Linked DNA regions of Hordeum vulgare: region 1 is linked to region 2. A link is a contact called in public Hi-C data. All regions are on one chromosome and are shown on one strand. The core of a region is the stretch at or near the end of the contact, and the rest is flanking DNA. Distances in the headings are between cores, read along the strand shown.

Region 1 (5,715 bases), core at 53-2,552, 130 kb before region 2:
GATGACGAGTGCCTATGTGTAGGTTTCCCAAGAATGCTTTGAACTCGCACCCCTTTTCTGGTTTCCCTTTTGGATTTTGGACAATGTATTTCCGTTATGTGAGTAATGGAAAGGGGGTTGCCCGGTTAAAAAAAAAAATCAGTATCATACAGCCCAAAGAAAGCATTCAAAAATGCACATTCAAGAAAGCTCCTTAAATAACACATGGTTGGTGTCCTTTCTTTGATGTATATGTTCTTCAGAGGTATGCAAGAACTTTGACCAGTAAGAAAGACTACTCTAAGTTCCAAGATCATTTTGGTTCACACTTAACCCAAGGGGATGGAATGGTGCACGAATTCTATCCGTAGGCCGAAATACTTAAGCACGGCATTCCTTGGCAACATATAAAAGTCAAAGAACATAAATATTATGTGGAAATAGAAATAATTTACTGCTTAACTTAACCCCCAAACTGGACAATCTGTCAAACAGAGTCAACACCCACCAACGAATGCAAATATCCATCACTCGAGGAAATTCCTCTCAGCTACTATCAGCTGTCCCAATATGACCTCTAGTTTCGAGCTGTAAGAAAACAGTTAGTTTAGCCTATGAAACTATGAAGTATTGATGTCTACTAGTACCAAATGCATGGATTTCAGCTGAGCTGAAATCGCTTCTTGTACTCCATAGTTTCCACCGTGAATTGCAGCAGCTGCCAACGCAACAAATTCCCCGCCTCTCTCCCTATCTATCTATAAAAGCACAGAGCAGACTGCAAGTTATCAAAATTGTACCCGTGACTCACACTGTGATCTCTCCCATGGGCAAGCCCTTCTTGTTGATGTCCTTGCCGAACATCCCGCGGCGGAGGAGGTAGCGGGCGGCGACCGGGATGAGGCGGAGCACGACGAAGAAGCCGCCGAGGCTAATGGCCCCGCAGATTAGGATGGATCGCCGCAGATCGGCATCCAGGGGGTAGTGCACGAACGCCAGGTACGAGAAGGGCGCGAGGAAGAGAGCCATCGCCGCGAGGACCACGCGAAGGTTCGGCGGCCGGAGCACCAGGTCTCCCGGCGCCGCGGCCGGCGCAGCGGCGGCAGCAGCAGCCGGCCGCGACTTCGTCGGCCTATCGGCTGCCGCCGCTCCGGGCCTGCGGCGGACGTCCATGGGAGGAGGGCTTGGAGTTAGGTGAAGTGGGCAGCGGGCGGGTAGCTGTCAGGGAGGTCGGGGTGCGTGCGCCGGCGGCGGCGGCGTGGTGTCTGCTCGCCCTCGCCGGCGATGGGGTCGGGAGCACGGGAAGGTTTATAGTTGTGGCCCCGCGGTGACGTGGAGGGGTCTCATTGGCTGTTGTCACGTGTTCGGCGGGCACTGGAGAGGCTTCCGTGGAATCGTCGTGCCTGGAATTGGAGCTTTGTTTTGTTTGGAAGATACTCGCAAATTATTTTAAAAATCGCTCAACCGGATGTATCTATCCATTTCAAAATTTGGCGCACAATCTAGAAAAGTAAAAAAATACTACAAATCAGCCAGTGAACTGTACTATATCTCATGATAGTTTATATTCAAAATGTCATGTTTGTTGAATCCCTTTGCTATAATCTTTTTTCTATATCTAGACTAGCAGACTTTGGTTTTAATGTGATATTTACGAAAGTTGATTGCCAAGTCTTTCGTCAAGACAATCATAACATGATCTTTACCGGTTTTCATAGAGGTGATCTATATATTGCCAAGTCTTTCGTCAAGATAATCATAACATGGCATAGAAGGCTAGGACATGTTGATATGCGTAATCTTGACACGTTTATCAAAGGTGATCGTATTTTGGGTGTTAAAGATGTTATCTTTGACAAAGATAGACTTTGTAACGCTTATCAAGCAGGAAAACAAGTAGATGGAAGTCATCCCGTAAAAAACATCATGGCTACTAGAACGCCACTCGAGCTGCTTCACATGGATCCCCTTGGTCCCAATGCTTACAAGAGCCTCGGTGGAAATTATTTTGGTCTAGTAATTGTTGGGTGTTATTTCTTGATGACAAGTCGCAGGTACAAAAGATCTTCAAGAACTTCGTTCAGAAAGGCCAAAATCAGTTCGAAGTGAAGATCAAGAAAGTTTGGAGCGACAACAAATCGGAGTTCAAGAACACAAATGTGGATACTTTTCTTGACAAAGAGGGTAACTCACATGAGTTCTCGGCAGCATACACACCTCAACAGAATGAAGTTGTTGAGAGGAAGAACCGGACTTTCATAGAGATGGCTATAATGATGATCGACGAATACAAGACGCTAAGACACTTTTGGGCAGAAGCCGTGGAAACAACTTTTCATGCCACAAACCGACTCTACCTACACAAGCTTCTCGGTAAAACGACATACGAGCTACTCATCGGTAACAAACACCAAGTTGGATACTTTCGGGTATCCGACTCAAAGTGCTACATTCTTGATAAGCATCATCATTCTAAATTTGCTCCTAAATCTCATGAAGGTTTCCTACTTGGTTACGGTTCAAACTCTCACACTTATCGTGTCTACACCAACTTCACTCGAAAAGTTGAAGAGACGGTAGCTGTGAAGTTTGATGAACCTAATGGTTCGCAAGTCGAACAATTGTCATATAATGCAGGAGATAAGGAACATCCAGAAGCCATTCAAGACCTGTCCATCGGCAAGATTCGTCCCAAGGAGGTGAAGGTAATTACTTCATCAACACAAGTGGAAGATCCTAGTTCGTATCAAGGCGAACCAAAAAACAATATGGAGGCATCCACAAGTGGTACACGACATTATGAAGAGGAGGAAGAAGTGCATCGTGATGATCCTCCTCAACCTTCTTCACCACCACCTCAAGGAGATGACACCATCAAGGACAACGAAGAAGAAGATGATGATGAGGAAGCTCCACCATCCAACAAGAAGAAGTTGTCACGAGTTCGAGCACGAGTGAACAAGAATCAATCGTAGATCAAATCTTCAATGGCATACAAATCGGGAGACTCACTCGCTCTAAAACTCGTTTAGCTAACTTTTGTGAGCATTGCTCATTTATCTCTATCATTGAGCCTATGAAGGTGAAGAAGCACTTTAAGACCCGGATTGGGTGACTGCCATGCATGAAGAGCAACACAGCTTTGAGAGAAATGAAGTGTGGACACTTGTGGAGAAGACCAAGGATGAGCACAACATCATTGGTACAAACTGGGTGTTTTGGAACAATCAAGATGAAGATGGCCAAGTGGTACGCAACAAGGCACGTCTCGTAGCTCAAGGTTATATGCAAGTCAAAGGTATGGACTACGGTGAGACCTATGCCCCCGTTGCTAGAATTGAAGCCATTCGTATTCTTCCTGCTTATGCAAATCACCATGATATTACTCTTTACCAAATGAATGTCAAAAGTTCTTTTCTAAATGGTGAAATTGAAGAGGAATTTTATGTCAAACAACCTCCCGGCTTTGTGAACCCTAAGAAACCTAATCATGTTTATAAACTTTGTAAAGCTCTATATGGACTTAAACAAGTCCCTCGAGCTTGGTACAAATGCCTAACGAAGTTTCTTATTGAAAAGGGTTTTGAGATCGGAAAAATTGATGCAACCTTATTCACTAAAATATTTAATGGTGAATTATTTGTATGCCAACTTTATGTGGATGATATTATCTTTGGTTCTACTAACCCATGTTTTAGTGAAAAGTTTGGAAGGTTGATGTTCGAGAAGTATGAGATGTCCACGATGTGTGAGCTGAAATTCTTTCTTGGTTTGCAAATCAAACAAACGAAAGAAGGCACGTTTATCTCTCAAACCAAGTACACCAAGTACTCAATCAAGAAGTTCAACATGCAAGAGTGCAAAGGTATGAAAACTCCTATTCCAACTAGTGGAAATGTGGACCTCACCAAGGAGGACAAACCAGTTGATCAAAAGGTTTATTGATCAATGATCAGTTTATTGCTATATCTATTTACCTCCCGTCCCGATATCATGCTAAGTGTGTGCATGTGTGCCCGTTATCAAACGACACCCAAGGAGTGTCATCCAAAGGATGTGAAAAGAATTGTGAGATACTTGGTACATAGAGCAAACTTTGGCATATGGTATCCCAAGGGATCTTCTTCTAATCTTGTTGGTTATTCCAACTCGGACTATGTCGGAGACAAGGTTGATAGAAAATCCATGTCGGGTATATGTCAATTTCTTGGGAGATGTCTTGTGTTTTGGTCATCCGAGAAACAAAACTCGGTATGTGTCACACCCCAAAAATTTAATCATATTTTTATGAAATAAAATATTGCCTGGATAAAAGTTCTTTTAAAATAAATTGCTTCACGACTCTTCTCAAAGCCTCTTTCTAAAAAAAAATATTTTCAAGTGGCATTTTAAAGGCCATTTAGTGCTTGAGTTCTTGCTTGAGATCCTTTAAAATTCTTTATTTGATAAAATGGGGATACTCTTTTAAAATGGACCATGTTGGTTTAAATATGAAATTATGGTTTTCCAAGTGATTTCAGAACCACTCCTTTTCCCTAAATATAAAGTTCTTCCCCAAGTAAATGTTTCTGAAAATTTTGTTGGAACCTGAGGGCTTGCATCAAAACATTTCTTTTCTTCTGACAAATTCATTGGAGATTTTCTTATATTTTTACCAAAGTTTCTTTTATTCAAGAATAACTTTTAGATAACTTTTTGATGCAACATTTAGATAACTTTTTCTAAAAACTCTACAAAAACTTGTAGGTGACAGGTGATATCCCTGAACCAATTTATGCAAAAACATATCCAAGTGTTTTGGAAAATTTGAGCTTATTAACTCTTTTTCTATTCTGGCCCAGTTTGGTGTTTTGAACTACAACCCCTAGAAATAACCTTTCAAAATTCTACAAAAATTTGGGGATGTATAGTGATGCATGGGATTCACTTTTATGCAAAAACCCAACTTGGTGCTTTGGAAAATTTAGCAAAACAACTTTTTTTCTGTTCTGGTCCAGTTTGGTACTTTGTACTACAACCATGATTTATTTTTCTCCATTTGTCTTGAGATTTTTAATACTAGTATTTCACCCTACCAAACCCTTAAGTTCATGATATGACAACCATTGGGATACTTTTAGTCCATGTTTTAATGTCCCCAAGATTCTGTCCAGAAAAGTTTTTCTCCAAAAGTTGTACTAACAATATTTTCCTTCTCACAAACTAACCCTACCACTTTGACTAACACCTAAAGAGAGTGGGATCTGGAGATTTTGGTTAGCATAGAAATTCTTTAGGAGTCTCTGGCATTTCATCAAGCACCTAGGGTGCATGGCCAGATTGGCATGAACTTTGATGTTCATTGTGGAATTGCCCCACTGCCCTAGTCAGTATGTCTAGTAGGTATGCCCAACCCCCTAACCTATCTCTAGGGAGTTTAAGAAGCGTTGGAGGTAGCTGGAGAGAAGGGGCATTATGTCGAGCATGTGTCCTTCTGGCAGTGCCCCTTGGCTAGCTCCCAGGGCTCCGATACGCCGCGTGTCCCCGACCGTTGGTCGCCCTGGCCTGTGCCGCGCAGTGTTGCCACTTCCATGGGCAGCTCCGGTCGATTCCGGTAGTCCAGAGCCTCCTTTGAACCGCAATAGCTTCGGCTAGCCTCTCCGCGGCCTCTAGAACCCACCGCGATGCCATTTTTCGTCTAGGAACCACGGTAGGCAAGGGCCCCTTCCCGTTCGATCTGTCACCGCCATTGCTGGA
Region 2 (5,218 bases), core at 1,573-4,072:
TTCTTTTCCATAAGCATGTATGACTAAATACGGAATACATGCCTACATTATATTGACGAACTGGAGCTAGTTACATATCACCCTGTGTTATAACTTTTACATGATGAATGTCATCCGGCATAATTATCCATCACCGATCCAATGCTTACGAGTCTTTTCCTACTGGTCCTTGCTAAGCTACTTTACCGCTACTGTTGTCACTACTATTGCTGTCACTACTGCTACCGTTACTATCACACTACTTTGCTACTGAAACTTTGCTGCAGATACTAAGTCTTTTTGGTGTGGTTGAATTGACAACTCAACTGCTAATACTCGAGGATATTCTTTGGCTTCCCCTTATGTCGAATCAATAAATTTGGGTTGAATACTCTACCCTTGAAAACTGTTGCGATCCCCTATACTTGTGGGTTATCAGTGGGTGGGCTGAAAAAAGCAACCTCCTCCTGTTGCTCCAAGATCAATCTAGCATGGAGATCATGAGAGTTGACTCATGTCACTCCTAGATCTGGCTTGATGCCAAACCCAGAAGATCAACTCTCCGCCCTAGTCCACGACATACTTTATGTTACCAAATCTAACGACCTGACCTGGAGCAAAAGTCTTGACTTGGCCGAGGTGGTGAGTTGAGTCGACGGCACCAAAAACGAACGTTTACCCCGACACAGAGATCATAGGAACATATCTGAACTCCCATCGAGTTGTGACGTTCACCTAACACGACCTGCATGGGCCACCGCTATCACAGTTAAATATGGCAGAACCCTCGTTAGGGTACCTAGCTAGGCGACTTGGCCCAATGGTAATAGGGGCAATGTTTTACCCGGGTTTGAGCTCTCGCATGGGAGATAATACCCTATGTCTTGCTTCTGTATATCGTGTTGGTGTGTGTAAGAGTACACTCAAAGTACCAAGGGGTTGTATGTTGTCCTATCGACGAGCCCATACCTTAGCTTATATAACATACCGGGGGTCCTAGGGTTACAGAATTAGGTCGGCTACATCGGTGGAGGTAGAGTCCTCCGTGATACCGGATTGCACTCCAAGTCTTTCAAAATTTTCATGTAATTCATCATGGGCCACCCAATCCGGCCCAGAACAGAACCAACATATGGTCGTCAACACGTCCACGAGGCCGGAGACCAATATGGTGAGAGACCCCTTGGCTTGGACGCCGTTAGTCATTTTTCCATTATCTTGTTGTGACCATGATTGTTGTACGTGCATCAGCCTCTTCCTCTCTCTCTCTTTCTCTCTCTGTGTGTACTCTTCATCTTGTATTCAAGTGATATCTCTTATTATCAAGCTATATCTTCGGTTACTTCCATGCACTACAATGCACTCCCATGGTATGTGTCATATTACTGATGTTACCACAATACGAAATGACACATGCATGTGCATTCCAAAATAAAATTTCAAATAATGCATGCAAACATGAAGAACAAAAAAAACTTTTATGTTATACTCAATGGTGATCTCATCAATCAACAATGGGGGGGGGGGCGTTGGAATGTGCATCTCTTGGATACCCCCTATTTGGGATTTTTGATGATTTATGACATAACCATTGAGAGGATTAATATCTATATCGAGTTAATCGTGTACATAGTCCTTGACTTTAAGGGGAACATCGTTGGTGACCCCTCCTATAAGTTTTCAAGTTACTGCCCACAACAAGCTTCCGGAATGTACTTTACAAGTTTTGATGAATCCAAGATTCATATCGAGTGTGGGATAAGCATATTATGAAGAGGAGCACATACAAAGGTAATTTGGTATAAAATTTCATGAAAGATCGTAAGCTCAAAGTCCTAAAAATTCCACTTTAGGGCTTAGGATCTTTCCTTCCCATGCTACCGAGCACTCAGGGTTAGTGTCTTCATACGATTCAAACCAAGTTTCTTATATCACCAGAAATGTTGTGCCTTTTTTATTATTCTGGTGCTACCAAGCTTATCAATTTGAGACATTTCTCTATGTTGTGTTATCCCGTGCAAAACATTTAGTAGCCCTCCTCAATTTTCTTCTTTATATAGTCATTGTATATATCCTATTACCAGTTACCACCGCAATTTCCTGTCTGGTACTTCCGAGTTGTGACAGAAGCCTTTTATGTGCATTCCCATTAAAAAGTTTATCTATCTAATACGATGCTTCTAAGCAATTGGATTTATGGGATGAAGAATAACTACATCAGCTAAAGCTAAAATATGTAGTCTAACCCTTTTAAAAGAAACCAACAGTATGTGTGTTGTTCATTTAGGGAGTAAAAACACACTACTAAGGTTTAGATAAATTAATAGCATAACATAGGCAGCATAACCGCCATCTAAAACACTCGTAAACAAACTTTAAAGGAGTCCGAGTATTTCTCTCACAGATTCATAATAATAAACTATTATAAATAAAATATGTTAGCACAGATGGATATTCATTTTAGCACTCTTCCTCTTGTTATATACTCAACGCGAGACCAAAACCACAAACTAAGTTCATTTCCATAACGCAGTTACATACTTCACGCACTTTTTTCGCCTTGTTAAAACAGAAACCCCAAATCAAATGCCAATATATATGGTGACAATGTGGTATTGAATATTACTTTTTTTTGAGCGGATTAGTATGTACCGAGGGCCCTTTGTATATTAATATAAAATGATTTGTTTTGAGAATTTTGATGACGAAAATAGCAGAAATGAATTTTTTGCATTCAGAAAAATGATGGCACGGCATCGCAGGGCGCAGGCACCCAATGAAACCGCGCGGCGCTGCGGAACGAGGCCATAAAACCCCAGCGGCACGGCCCACCACGGGGTCGCCGCCCACATAGGCAACAACAGCCAGCCCTCCCCCACACGCCCCCTTCCTTCCCAACCCCCCTCTCTCTCCCCACGCCTAAACCACACCGAATCCAAACCCTACGCCCTCGCCTCCGCCGCCGACCTCGCCCTCGCCCCCCGCCCACCGATCGCCCGCTCCCTCCCCGCCCGCGCCGCCGCGCCGCGCCGTTCCTGTGGCCGGCAGGGCAGCGCGGCCGCCGGCATCTAGGCGCCACCACCCCCGCGGCCGGCCGCCCCCTTTGATGTCTCCCGCCCGCCGCCTCGGCTCCCTCTGCTCCCAGGCGGGTCCCCGCGCGGTCAGCTCCACCCCCACATCCGCCCAGTGCACGGCATCCACACCGCAGCGGAGATGAGCGGCGCCGACAAGGTATATACATCCCATACATGCGTCCATCCATCCGCTCGCCCCGGGCGTTCGTGCGCATTCGCATTGATTAATCGCGCGATTTAATTGGTCCTCGATGCTGCCGCCGTGCCCTGGCGCGGCATTAAATACGGCGGGGACGGTTTCTGGTTGGGTGGCCTGAGCGAATTGATGCGGCTTTGCCGTTTTGGAGCACTGGCTAGCCTTGCTGATGTGATGCTACCGTGCGTGTGAAGCATGCTTGCGGCACTAGATGCCGTAGCACTGATGATGTGGGCTTATTTGGTGGTTACGTAGATGATCAGTGCTTAAAAGTGTATGATCAGATGGGATCCAGAGTTGAGTTTCCTTAGACCAGACAGCCGCGTGAAAGTCGTATAGAAGAGGTTACTGGTACAGTTTTTCTAGCAATGTTAACACTGATATCTTGCTACAGTGCTTGTTTGGATGTAAAGCAGGCTGCTTTAGTGCTCAAAGTTTTTCAGGTAGTCATTTGTTCTCATCATAGTTTCTTCTGTAATGCAGGTCGTGTTGTTTGGGTCCTTCACGGAGGATGAGACAAAGTTGTTCCAGGGGCAGCCTGCTAAAAGTGAGGAGAAATCATGGGAACTACCTGAGATCCAGTTTGGGTCACTGAATTTTTCTGTGCTAAGTTTAGAGAAAGTGTCGAATGCCATCACTGAAGGCTGTGCCCATTCTCCAAAACCAACTTATGGCCATACAAAGGATCTCGCTGGCAGTGATCAGAAGGAAACTGTAACATCTAGCTTACCAAATGGTGGACCAGTGCTGTTCAATGGATTTCCTGCCGACGTTTCTCCTACTAATGGTATTCTCAAGAATGTGAAGTCTGAAGCTTCGGTTCCTTCAGCTGGGCTGGCCAGCAATTTAAAGGAGACCAAAGCAACGGTTCCTTCAGCTGGCCCTGTGAGCAATGTAAAGAAGAATGAAACTCCAGTTCCTTCAGCTCATCCTGTCAACGATGTAAAGAAGAATGAAGCTAGGCCGATCAACAATGTAAAGAAGGAATGTACGGCCCCTTCAGCTGGGCCTGTCAACAATGTGAAGAAGGCTGAAGCCACCGCTCCTTCAGCTGGGCCTGTCAACAATGTGAAGAAGGCTGAAGCCACCGCTCCTTCAGCTGGGCCTGTCAACAATGTGAAGAAGGCTGAAGCTACCGCTCCTTCAGCTGGGCCTGCCAACAATGTGAAGAAGGCTGAAGCCACCGCTCCTTCAGCTGGGCCTGCCAACAATGTGAAGAAGGCTGAAGCTATGGTTCCTTCAGTTAAGCCTGCCAACAATGTGAAGAAGCCTGAAGCTAAGGTTCCTTCACCTGGGCCTGTCAACAATGTGAAGAAGGCTGAAGCTATGGTTCCTTCACCCGGGCCTGTGAACAAGGTTGAAGCTGCGGCTCCTTCACCCGGGCCTGCCAACGATGTAAAGAAGACTGAATCTGTGGTTCCTTCAGTTGCGCCTATCAAGAGCATTAGCAGTTCAACGCCAATTGCTGGGTCAGGGCCGCACCATGTTGGTCTCAGATGTACAGAAAGCAGCGGTTCAGCTATGTTAGTAACTGAGAATGGAAGTGCAGGTGCTGATGCACCTATTATTGCAGCTCCAGCAGATGAGTCTGTCACAAGTTCAAATGAGGAGAATAAGCCTTTGCTTCCTCACGGTTTGAAGAATACTGGAAATATATGCTTCCTAAATGCAACTTTGCAGGCTTTCCTTTCATGCTTTCCTTTTGTTCAGCTTGTACAAGACCTGAAGAACCGGAATATACCCAAGGTACTACTACCTAAATGAATCAGTTTCATGTCCTCTCTGCTGATTTCATTGGCTTTTGTTCTGACTACTGCTAATTTTAGGCTGGCTACCCTACTCTGAGCGCGTTCATTGAGCTCGTCTCTCAGTTTGATGTACTTGATGAGTCCACTATGAAGAAAGACGAGAGGTTTGCTTTAGTCGCTGCAAAAGTAATCAATCCTACCATGTTTGATCAAGTTCTGAG

Evidence for each region. A called contact is a pair of places that touch in the nucleus more often than the background predicts.
Region 1: a Hi-C map of leaf shows a contact between it and region 2, with 4 times the contacts expected there. The contact joins the promoter of LOC123424878 here to the promoter of LOC123424875 in region 2. A contact is called at or near these places in 3 of 6 Hi-C or Micro-C datasets (leaf and seedling) and 1 of 1 datasets of contacts at active chromatin or transcription factors (embryo).

The regions. Positions count from the first base shown.
Region 1 is chr2H:54,689,113-54,694,827 of MorexV3_pseudomolecules_assembly, reverse strand. It overlaps LOC123424878 (UDP-N-acetylglucosamine--dolichyl-phosphate N-acetylglucosaminephosphotransferase), which reads right to left and starts at 1,302. Exons shown (of 11, transcript XM_045108570.1): 1 at 791-1,302. The coding sequence starts at 1,152.
Region 2 is chr2H:54,565,960-54,571,177 of MorexV3_pseudomolecules_assembly, reverse strand. LOC123424875 (ubiquitin carboxyl-terminal hydrolase 24) reads left to right here and starts at 2,822. Exons shown (of 7, transcript XM_045108567.1): 1 at 2,822-3,210; 2 at 3,733-4,995; 3 at 5,076-5,218. The coding sequence starts at 3,193.